2 separate regions of the Ovis aries genome follow, and region 1 is linked to region 2. A link is a contact called in public Hi-C data. All regions are on one chromosome and are shown on one strand. Each heading gives the region's core, a stretch centred on a gene start, on an enhancer-like site or on the middle of the called end of the contact. The rest is flanking DNA. Distances are from core to core; before and after follow the strand shown. Region 1 holds the start of MRPS28 (mitochondrial ribosomal protein S28). Region 2 has its middle 73 kb from the start of HEY1.

Region 1 (4,301 bases), core at 861-3,360, 190 kb before region 2:
AAGGATGGTGTCATCTGCATATCTGAGGTTATTGATATTTCTCCTGGCAATCTTGATTCCAGCTTGTGCTTCATCCAGCCCAGTGTTTCTCATGATGTACTCTGCATAGAAGTTAAATAAGCAGGGTGACAATATACAGCCTTGACGCACTCCTTTTCCTATTTGGAACCAGTCTGTTTTTCCATGTCCAGTTCTAACTTGCTTCCTGACCTGCATTCAGATTTCTCAAGAGGGAGGTCAGGTGCTCTGGTATTCCCATCTCTTTCAGAATTTTCCACAGTTTATTGTGATCCACACAGTCAAAAGCTATGGCATAGTCAATAAAGCAGAAAGATGTTTTTCTGGAACTCTTGCTTTGTCGATGATCCTGCGGATGTTGGCAATTTGATCTCTGGTTCCTCTGCCTTTTCTAAAACCAGCTTGAACATCTGGAAGTTCACAGTTCATGTATTGCTGAAGCCTGGCTTGGAGAATTTTGAACATTAATTTACTGGCATGTGAGACGAGGGCAACTGTGTGGTAGTTTGAGCATTCTTTGGCATTGCCTATGATGAAAAGGACATCTTTTTTAGATGTTAGTTCTAGGAGGTCTTGTAGATTTTCACAGAACCATTCAACTTCAGCTTCTTGAGTCTGAGTAAGGTCTGGGAGATGGTGATGGACAGGGCAGCCTGGTGTGCCACAGTCCACTGGGTCATAAAGTCAGACTCGACTAAGCAACTGAACAACAAAGGTTAGTCCACTTGTGTTCTTTCTACTGTCTACACAATTGAGGAGAATATCAGAGTTTTAAAATCCATAGTCAAAAGCATTATTGGGGATTCTCTGGTGGGCCCACTGGCTGGGATTCTGAGGTTTCACTGTCCAGTTCAGGGTTTAGTCACTGGTCAGGAAAATAAGCTCCCTACAAGATGCCTGGCCTGGCCAAAAACAAAAGTCTCACAGTCAAAAGCATTATTACAGGGTCTGGGGTCATACATAAAAATTCCTCACCACAAAGTACTTGCAAATGCGATGGAACAGTACTTGCTCAAGTAAATAATTGTGTATTATAAAAATGCTGGGTAGAAGGATGGACAGCTTAATTCATTAACACAACTGTGGTATTCAGCTCAGTTTTGAAGAAGGTGGGCAATTCTGGCAATTAACATGGCGCCGGAAGGGAGAAAATCATAAGTGAGCGTGGGTCCTCTGGGTAGTGCATATCTAGGCATTAGGAACTTACTCCCTAAGAGAAAGGATTGCAGCCAGAGGTGACCCAAAACGTCTCAAATTAGTATTTTTGTAACATGGCTGGGCTGACCACAGAATAGGCAAAGAAGGACACACTTGGATCCCCAAATGGTTAAGCCCTACCACGTGCTCGCTGTCAGGGATTCAACAGCACAATTCCTGCCGTCATCAGTTCAGTTCAGTCGCTCAGTCATGTCCGACTCTTTGCGACCCCATGAATCGCAGCATGCCAGGCCTCCCTGTCCATCACCAACTCCCGGAGTTCACTTAGATTCGCGTCCATCGGGTCAGTGATGCCATTCAGTCATCTCATCCTCTGTCGTTCCCCTTCTCCTCCTGCCCCCAGTCCCTCCCAGCATCAGTCTTTCCCAATAGAGTTCATAACTTCAGAGCACATGCTAAGCACAATTATTGTAAGTAAACTACATGGCATATTAATAAGTGTTAAGTGGCGGGGGTCCGATAGTATTTGGAGTTCCTATTCTACGTAAGATAGTCAAGGAGAACCTCGCAGTTGAGCAAAGCCCTGAAGAGCGGTGGGGGTAAGAACCTTCGGACATTCTGGGGAAGGACGAGGGAGGCGGGGGTAGCAAGTGTCGCATTACTAGAATTTACAGCAGCACAAGGCCCAAGGGGTACCTCGGAGGGCGAAATCGCTGCGAGTCAGAAGGCTTTCCAGGAAAAACTTAGCGGGCCGCTGCTACCAGGGGCTAGCTGCTAGCCATCAAAGATTTTCTCCACCAACCAGAAGCTCTCTCGACCCACACTTGGCCGAACCACCGACCAGACCACGCCCACCGCCCACGGGGCTCTGCAATGGGCGGCCCCTCGTTGCTCCGCCCCGCGACCTGCGCGCTTGCGGAGAAGCCAAAGGTCAGAGGTCGTGGATCCGTCATGGCGGCGCTGTGTCGGACCCGTGCCGTGACTGCCGAGAGTCATTTTCTGCGAGTGTTTCTCTTCTCTCGATCCTGTCGAGGAGCAGGCACTGAGAGTGGCTCCGGAAGCGAGAGTTCTGATTCCACGGAGCCTAGGCCGCGCCCAGGCGGCTTCGCGAGCGCTTTGGAACGGCTCTCGGAGCTGCAGCGGAAGGCGGAGCTCGGCCGGACGAGGGTGAGTCGCGAGAGCTAAGCCAGGCACTCGTTGGCGGGCGGGGCCGGAGCTGGGGGCGGAGTCTGGAGGCGGGGTTGAAGGCGGAGTCAGGATGGAACCGGGGGGCAGGGCGGAGTTTGACGTCGTTGTTGGGCTCGGCTAAGTTGGGTGAGACCGAGAGGCGGGGCCGGGGGCGGGGCCCAGCGTAGGAAGTAAAGTCTGGGCTGGTCACTTGGAACAGTGTGCGTTCGTGCTTTTCCTCGGTTTGTTGTATTTCTGTATGGTATCTACATTTTGGGCCTGCGTTGTCCGCACTCCTTTGCACGCGTCTTCTGAATTGAGTGCTAGAAGGGAAACCAGCAGCGAGAGCTGCCGGCGGCGCGTCTAGGGCGACTCCTGGGACTCCGAGTGGGACTCACGCTGGAAGAGGCTGGGCTCTCGGCTTCTCTGGTGCACAGTAGCTGCAGCGTGGAGCTTAGTGTCTGGTGTCCCAGGCTCTTCAGAAATATTTCTCAAGTCAGTGGATAGGTAAATGACAGAATTAGTGTCACTATGAAGTTGAGCAAGTAATTTAACCTATCAGTGCTTCACTTTTTCTGTAAATGACCTTAAAAAAAAATCCATCTGCCCCAGCCAATAATTCTGTAAAGTACGATAAAATTATTAGATAGGTGAAATGGAAGAAATAGGCAGAAATACAAATTAGATTTTTTTGAGCTAGCGAGCTAGCAGACATAAAGTTGGCAGTATTAAACTGTATAAAAATAAACTCCCAATTTCTGTACTTAGCCCCTTGTGAACCAGTGCCAAACAGTTCACAGACGGGTAGTGTCCTGGGTTACAGAAAACTGCAGTGCTTGACTCTTAGTGGGCAGTCCGTGTTTGCCAGATGCATGAATGAAGGAATAGAACGCACAGTGCACATTTGAACTTTAAGACAGCCCGGGCAGTCTTTGAATTGGAGATCTCCGTGTGACTGCTCACAAACAGTTGAACAAGTGAGGATAGCACAGGCTTGAGCACGTTAATAAAACGGGCTAGTCCAGAATAATCAATCAGGAGAAGGCAATGGCACCCCACTCCAATACTCTTGCCTGGGAAATCCCATGGACGGAGGAGCCTGGTGGGCTGCAGTCCATGGAGTTGCTAAGAGTCGGACACGACTGAGCGACTTCACTTTCACACATTGGAGAAGGAAATGGCAACCCACTCCAGTGTTCTTGCCTGGAGAATCCCAGGGTTGGGGGAGCCTGGTGGGCTGCCGTCTGTGGGGTCGCACAGAGTCGGACACGACTGAAGTGACTTAGCAGCAGCAGTCCAGAATAATAACACAGCAAGAACAATTGCCAGAGTAATAAGAAAACCGAACATACCGCGTTAGTTTTGTTTTAGTGTCGGACACGACTGAAGCGACTTAGCAGCAGCAGCAGCAGTGTTTATTGGAGGTATTCAGTATTTTTCTGACATATTTATTGATGAGGACTATGAGTAATTGATAGGCATTGGTGTAAAGATTTAATTTTGTGAAAAAGCTTTCATTTCGCTCTTCGAAGTTTCTGGAACCATTCAGTTGCAGAGTATCCTGACATTACAAGATGAATATAGTTTGTCTTTATTGTGTGATCAGGATTTTTGAAAAAAATTGTAAAGTATAAAAGTGATGTTGTGAAAGGAGAATATAAATAGCACTGAAGGTTACTAAGTGCATATAAAAGCCTCCTTTCTCTCATTTTCTCAAAGCTGGAAGGTGTATTTTTATAAATGCATACTACTAGAGATTTTATGTATGCATATATAAGTTAATTATATATACAGATATACTTAAAAACATACACGTTTTTGAACTACATCATTAATGTTTAAGAATGAAAGCTCTGGATTCAGACGGTCTTGCTTTGAATTATGATTCTTCTATCATTTACTGCCTGTGTTTCCTTGGAAAGTTATGTAATATCCATGTATCTTCTTTTCCTCTTTTT
Region 2 (4,520 bases), core at 1,511-4,010:
TGACCATCTTTATTACCTAGGACTTTGTTGGGTAGATGGCTTATCTTTACTTTGCTTAGTTCTTCTGGGTTTGTCTCATTCCTTCGTTTGGAACATATTCCTGCGTCTCCTCATTTTGCCTAAGTCTCTGTTATTCCCATGAATTGGGTAGGTCAGTTATTTTTCTTTTTTTCCCTATCTTGGAGAAGTGGCTTTATGTAGGAGACATCCTGTCCCAGCACCACACTCCCCTCTGGTCATCAGAATGATATGTTCTAGGGGTTCCTTATATGCAGACTGCGTGGGCCCTTCTGTTGTGGTGGAGCTAACTACCATGGGTGTGCTGAATGGCAGGGCTGCCCTCCAGTCTTATTGGCTGCCAGGCCCTGCCTTGAATGGTAGCTGCTGGCCAGCTGGTAGATGGGGTCATGTTCCAGCATGGCTGGCTATGTGGCCTGAGGGTCCTGTGGCTGGCCTGCTGGTGGGTGGGCAAGCCTCCAGTGCTAATAGGGTGGAGAGAGGACTCCAAAATGGTACTTGCCAGTCTCAGTATCCTTGTGGTAGAGCGAGCTCCTCAAATTTCTGATGCCAGTACGTATGTTCCCAGAGTGAGCTCCAGTTGTCTCCTGCTGCTCTAGAAGGCTCTCCAAGATCAGCAAAGGGGTCTGACCCAGGCTCCTTTCAATTTACTGGCTCTGCACTGGGTCTCAGCTCATGTGAGATTGTGTGTGTGTGTCCTACAAGAGTGGAATATTTGTTTCCTACAGACCTCCACATCTTCTGTATGTAAGCCCTGCTAGCCTTCAAGGCCACAGATTCCAGGGGTTTCTTCCTGGTGCAGGACCCCAGGACTGGGGAGCCTGACATAGGGCTTGGATCCTTTGTACTTTGGTTAGAACCACTACGATGATGATTATCCTATTTATACATTGTCTACCTTGGCTTTGTGGATCTTGACGGTACTGCTTCTCTGCCCCTCCTACCTATCTTGTTCTGGTTCCTTCTTCTCTTTTTTAAATTAATTAATTAATTTTTGACTATGCTAAGTCTTCATTGATGTGTGTGGGTTTTCTTTAGTGTGGTGGTGGGAGATACTTTTTTTTAAGTTTATTTTTTTAATTGGAGGAAAATTGCTTTATAATGTGTGGTGAGTGGGAGATACTTTTTTTTAAGTTTATTTTTTTAATTGGAGGAAAATTGCTTTATAATATTGTGTTGGTTTCTGCTATACAACAGTGCAAATCAGCCATAATTATACATATATCACTTCCCTCTTGAGCCTCCCTCCCCTCACCCTACTAGGTCATCACAGAGTGCCAGAAGACCTAAATAGACATTTCTCCAAAGAAGACATACAGATGGCAAATAAACACATGAAAAGATGCTCAACATCACTAATTATTAGAGAAATGCAAATCAAAACTACAGTGAGGGAGCTACTCTTCATTGCAGTGCACAGGCTTCTCATTGCAGTGGGAAAATAAAAAGGCTTAGAATCAATATGCAACACAGACCTTCAAAGAACATGGCTTTTCCAGTGGTTCCCTTGATGGTTAAGTTTGATTTTTCATGTTGGAGCACTACAGGGGCAATTGAGAATCAGAGAATAAGCTTGATGCATCTTACTGAAGCTTTCATTTTATTAGAAATTATGGGAGAATTTTATATTCATATAAACATGAATGTATGATAGAGTAGACTGAAAAACAGTCAAGATTTTTAAAGACATGAAATTGAATTTGAATTTCATGCTAGTGGATGGGTTATTTGTGGAAAAGATCTTGTAGATTCCTTATTAGGGGCCATGGGAAACTCCGTGAATAATGTCAAGATTTCTACCTAGAATCATAATCCTCTCCCTTGTTAGTTTTTAAGTAATATTTTCTTCTTTGTCAAGTACACCCTGTGTGAATATATGACATTTAATAACATGCCAGATTCTCCAGGCTTCCCAGGCAGTGCTAGTGGTAAAGAACCCACCCGCCCAGTGCAAGAGACATAAGAGACGTGGGTTTGACCCTTGGGTCGGGAAGATCCCCTGGAGAAGGAAATAGCAACCCACTCTAGTATTCTTGCCTGGAGAATCCCCTAGACAGAGGAGCCTGGTGGGTCACAAAGAGTTGGACACGAATGAAGCCACTTAGCATTCACACAGATTCTCCAGGGCTTCTTGATTCATAGATGCAGAGGAAGAATAACAATCACGAGATTAACCTCAGCATGCTTGTTGCATATCTATGACATGCTTGGTTAAGTATGTTTTCTAAATATGGTTCCTTTTTTATTTGCCTTGCTAAGATAAATGGGAAGGACGTGGGAGAGACCAGAATGGAGGAAAATGGAAATGGCAAAGCTATTTCCAATGTTTAAAAAAGGATGGGGTTGTGAGAAGAGAGTGCATTCAAGAAGCAAGGCTTAGCACTAGGCATGTTGGCTCACATGCAGTCCAGTTAGCCTGCCCAGGGACAATGGCTTGACAATCACCAAGGTGAGTAAACACAGACAACTCCTGGATCCAAGCCCAGGTTCACGACATCACCCCACACCTTTAGTCCCTCCTCCAGCTCAAGTTCATAGCTCAGCAATCGGGCAATTGGCAACAAAATACAAAGAACAACTGGAAAGGGAAATGAAAATTTATTACTAGCTTCAATTTTCTCTGGGGGAAATAATGTAGGTTTTTCTTATGTATGAGAGGAAGGCCCAGACTACAGGATGAATCCCGTTAGGACATGCAGACTCTGTAGCAGTACAAGGTAGTCACTTCAGGTGGTTTCCTCTCCAGCTATTAAGGCATGAATATCAAATGGCATTTGAGAGACAACAAAGCTTTGTATAAATGTTAGCCCTCTGGGCTGTTGAGATGCATTCTAGAATATGAAGCCTCATAAATAGCTAGTTTGGAAACCCCTGCCCCGCTCTGTGCTTGATCCCTGGTGTTCTACCCTTAGAGCTGGATCAGGTTGACTCTTTGAACCTTGTGAAATTGTAAATATCCCTGGGAAGGGTGTTAACTTTTCTGCGTCACTGTGTGGTTGTGAAAGAAGAGAGTGGAACATGGCAGCTGATCTTAGTTCTAGTTACAGCTCTGCCGCTGGAGTTCTGTGACTGTGGGCATGGCAATTCTTTCCATTTCCATGACCTCATCTGTACACACAGAGACTGAACTAGATGATCTCTAATGTTCCCTTCAGGTTCTGCTTTCTATGAGTCAAGGAGGAAAGGCAGTGTGAGCAGGAACTTCAGAATGGGGATCTGAGTGAGCAAGGGGGATTCCGCCCTCAGGGCAAAGGGCCCCAAATGGAAAGGCAGGCACCCAAATGCCAGATTTGGCTGTACATCTATCTAAATGATCATAATGGTAATAAAAACTATTCCTAGAGCCTGTTCGGTGCTCCTGCTGTCTTATTACCCTTTATCTTAAGTACTCAGGGCTTCCCTCGTGGCTCCGACAGTAAGGAATCTGCCTGCAATGCAGGAGACCCAGGTTTGATCCCTGTGTTAGGAAAAACCCTGGAGAAGGGACTGGCAACCCACTCCAGTATTCTTGCCTGGAGAATTCCATGGAGAGAGGTGCCTGGTGGGCTGCAGTCCATGGGGTCACCAAGAGTCAGACACAACAGTTTCACTTTCACTTCAGTATTCATGATTGAGGAGAACTGCTGATGTGTGGCGGAGAAGGAAATGGCAACCCACTCCAGTATTCTTGGCCTGGAGAATCCCAGGGACGGGGAGCCTGATGGGCTGCCATCTATGGGGTTGCACAGAGTTGGACACGACTGAAGTGACTTAGCAGCAGCAGCAGCTGATGTGTGGGACCACAATACATGCATCCCTGAGTAGTTCTGCACTGTCTCCTAAGTCCTACAAACATCCTTGAGAATCAGCCAGTGCCAATCTGCCTCCACGGTGTGGTGGGAGAGATGTGTTTGTACTTATCCAGCTTATTAGCCTTACCTCATCTCAAGAACTTGCCAGATACAAAAGGTGACAATAGACCTGCGTTGGGATGGAACTAAATTTGAGGACAAACAGTTGAGAAGGTATGGAATACCCAGATGTAGGTGTCCAGCAGGCAATTGGAAACATGGGTCCAGGGGCAAGGAGAGACCTGGATTTAGGAGTTATTCATACACAAGGGGTAATTGGTGGCCATGATCTTCCAAGTTTTTTTTTTTCTTAATGAAACATACTGATTGCGTATTTTATTTCCTTTAATCTACAGCATAAATTGGAGTTTCCCTGGTGGCTAAGGTGGCAAAGAATCTGCTTGTAATGCAGGACACCTGGGTTCGATCTCTGGGTTAGCAAGATGCCCTGGATAAGGGAATGGCAACCCACTCCAGTATTCTTACCTGGGAAATCCCAGGGACAGAAGAGTCTGGAGGGCTACAGTCCATGGGGTCGCAAAGTGTCAGATACAACTGAGTGACTAACACACATACACAGCATAAATTAGATGGCATGACACAGAACTTGACAAATATTTGAATGATTTATGTGTGCCAAAGTCCTAAACATAGCTACTTCTGATCAAATGG

Evidence for each region. Hi-C and Micro-C count contacts between places; a contact is called where the count stands out from the background.
Region 1: a Hi-C map of liver shows a contact between it and region 2, with 2.0 times the contacts expected there. The contact joins the promoter of MRPS28 here to the enhancer-like site in region 2. A contact is called at or near these places in 2 of 16 Hi-C or Micro-C datasets (liver and skin fibroblasts).

Annotation. Positions count from the first base shown.
Region 1 is chr9:56,319,553-56,323,853 of ARS-UI_Ramb_v3.0, reverse strand. It overlaps MRPS28 (mitochondrial ribosomal protein S28), which reads left to right and starts at 2,110. Exons shown (of 3, transcript XM_027973077.2): 1 at 2,110-2,343. The coding sequence starts at 2,128.
Region 2 is chr9:56,124,986-56,129,505 of ARS-UI_Ramb_v3.0, reverse strand. No RefSeq gene overlaps it. Among named protein-coding and RNA genes, the nearest start is that of HEY1, 73 kb to the right of the region's middle. Within about 2 kb of position 2,760, at least 4 of the 54 cell types and tissues checked have an H3K27ac peak or open chromatin away from gene starts, as enhancers often do. A contact at or near this core is called in liver, where this site is marked.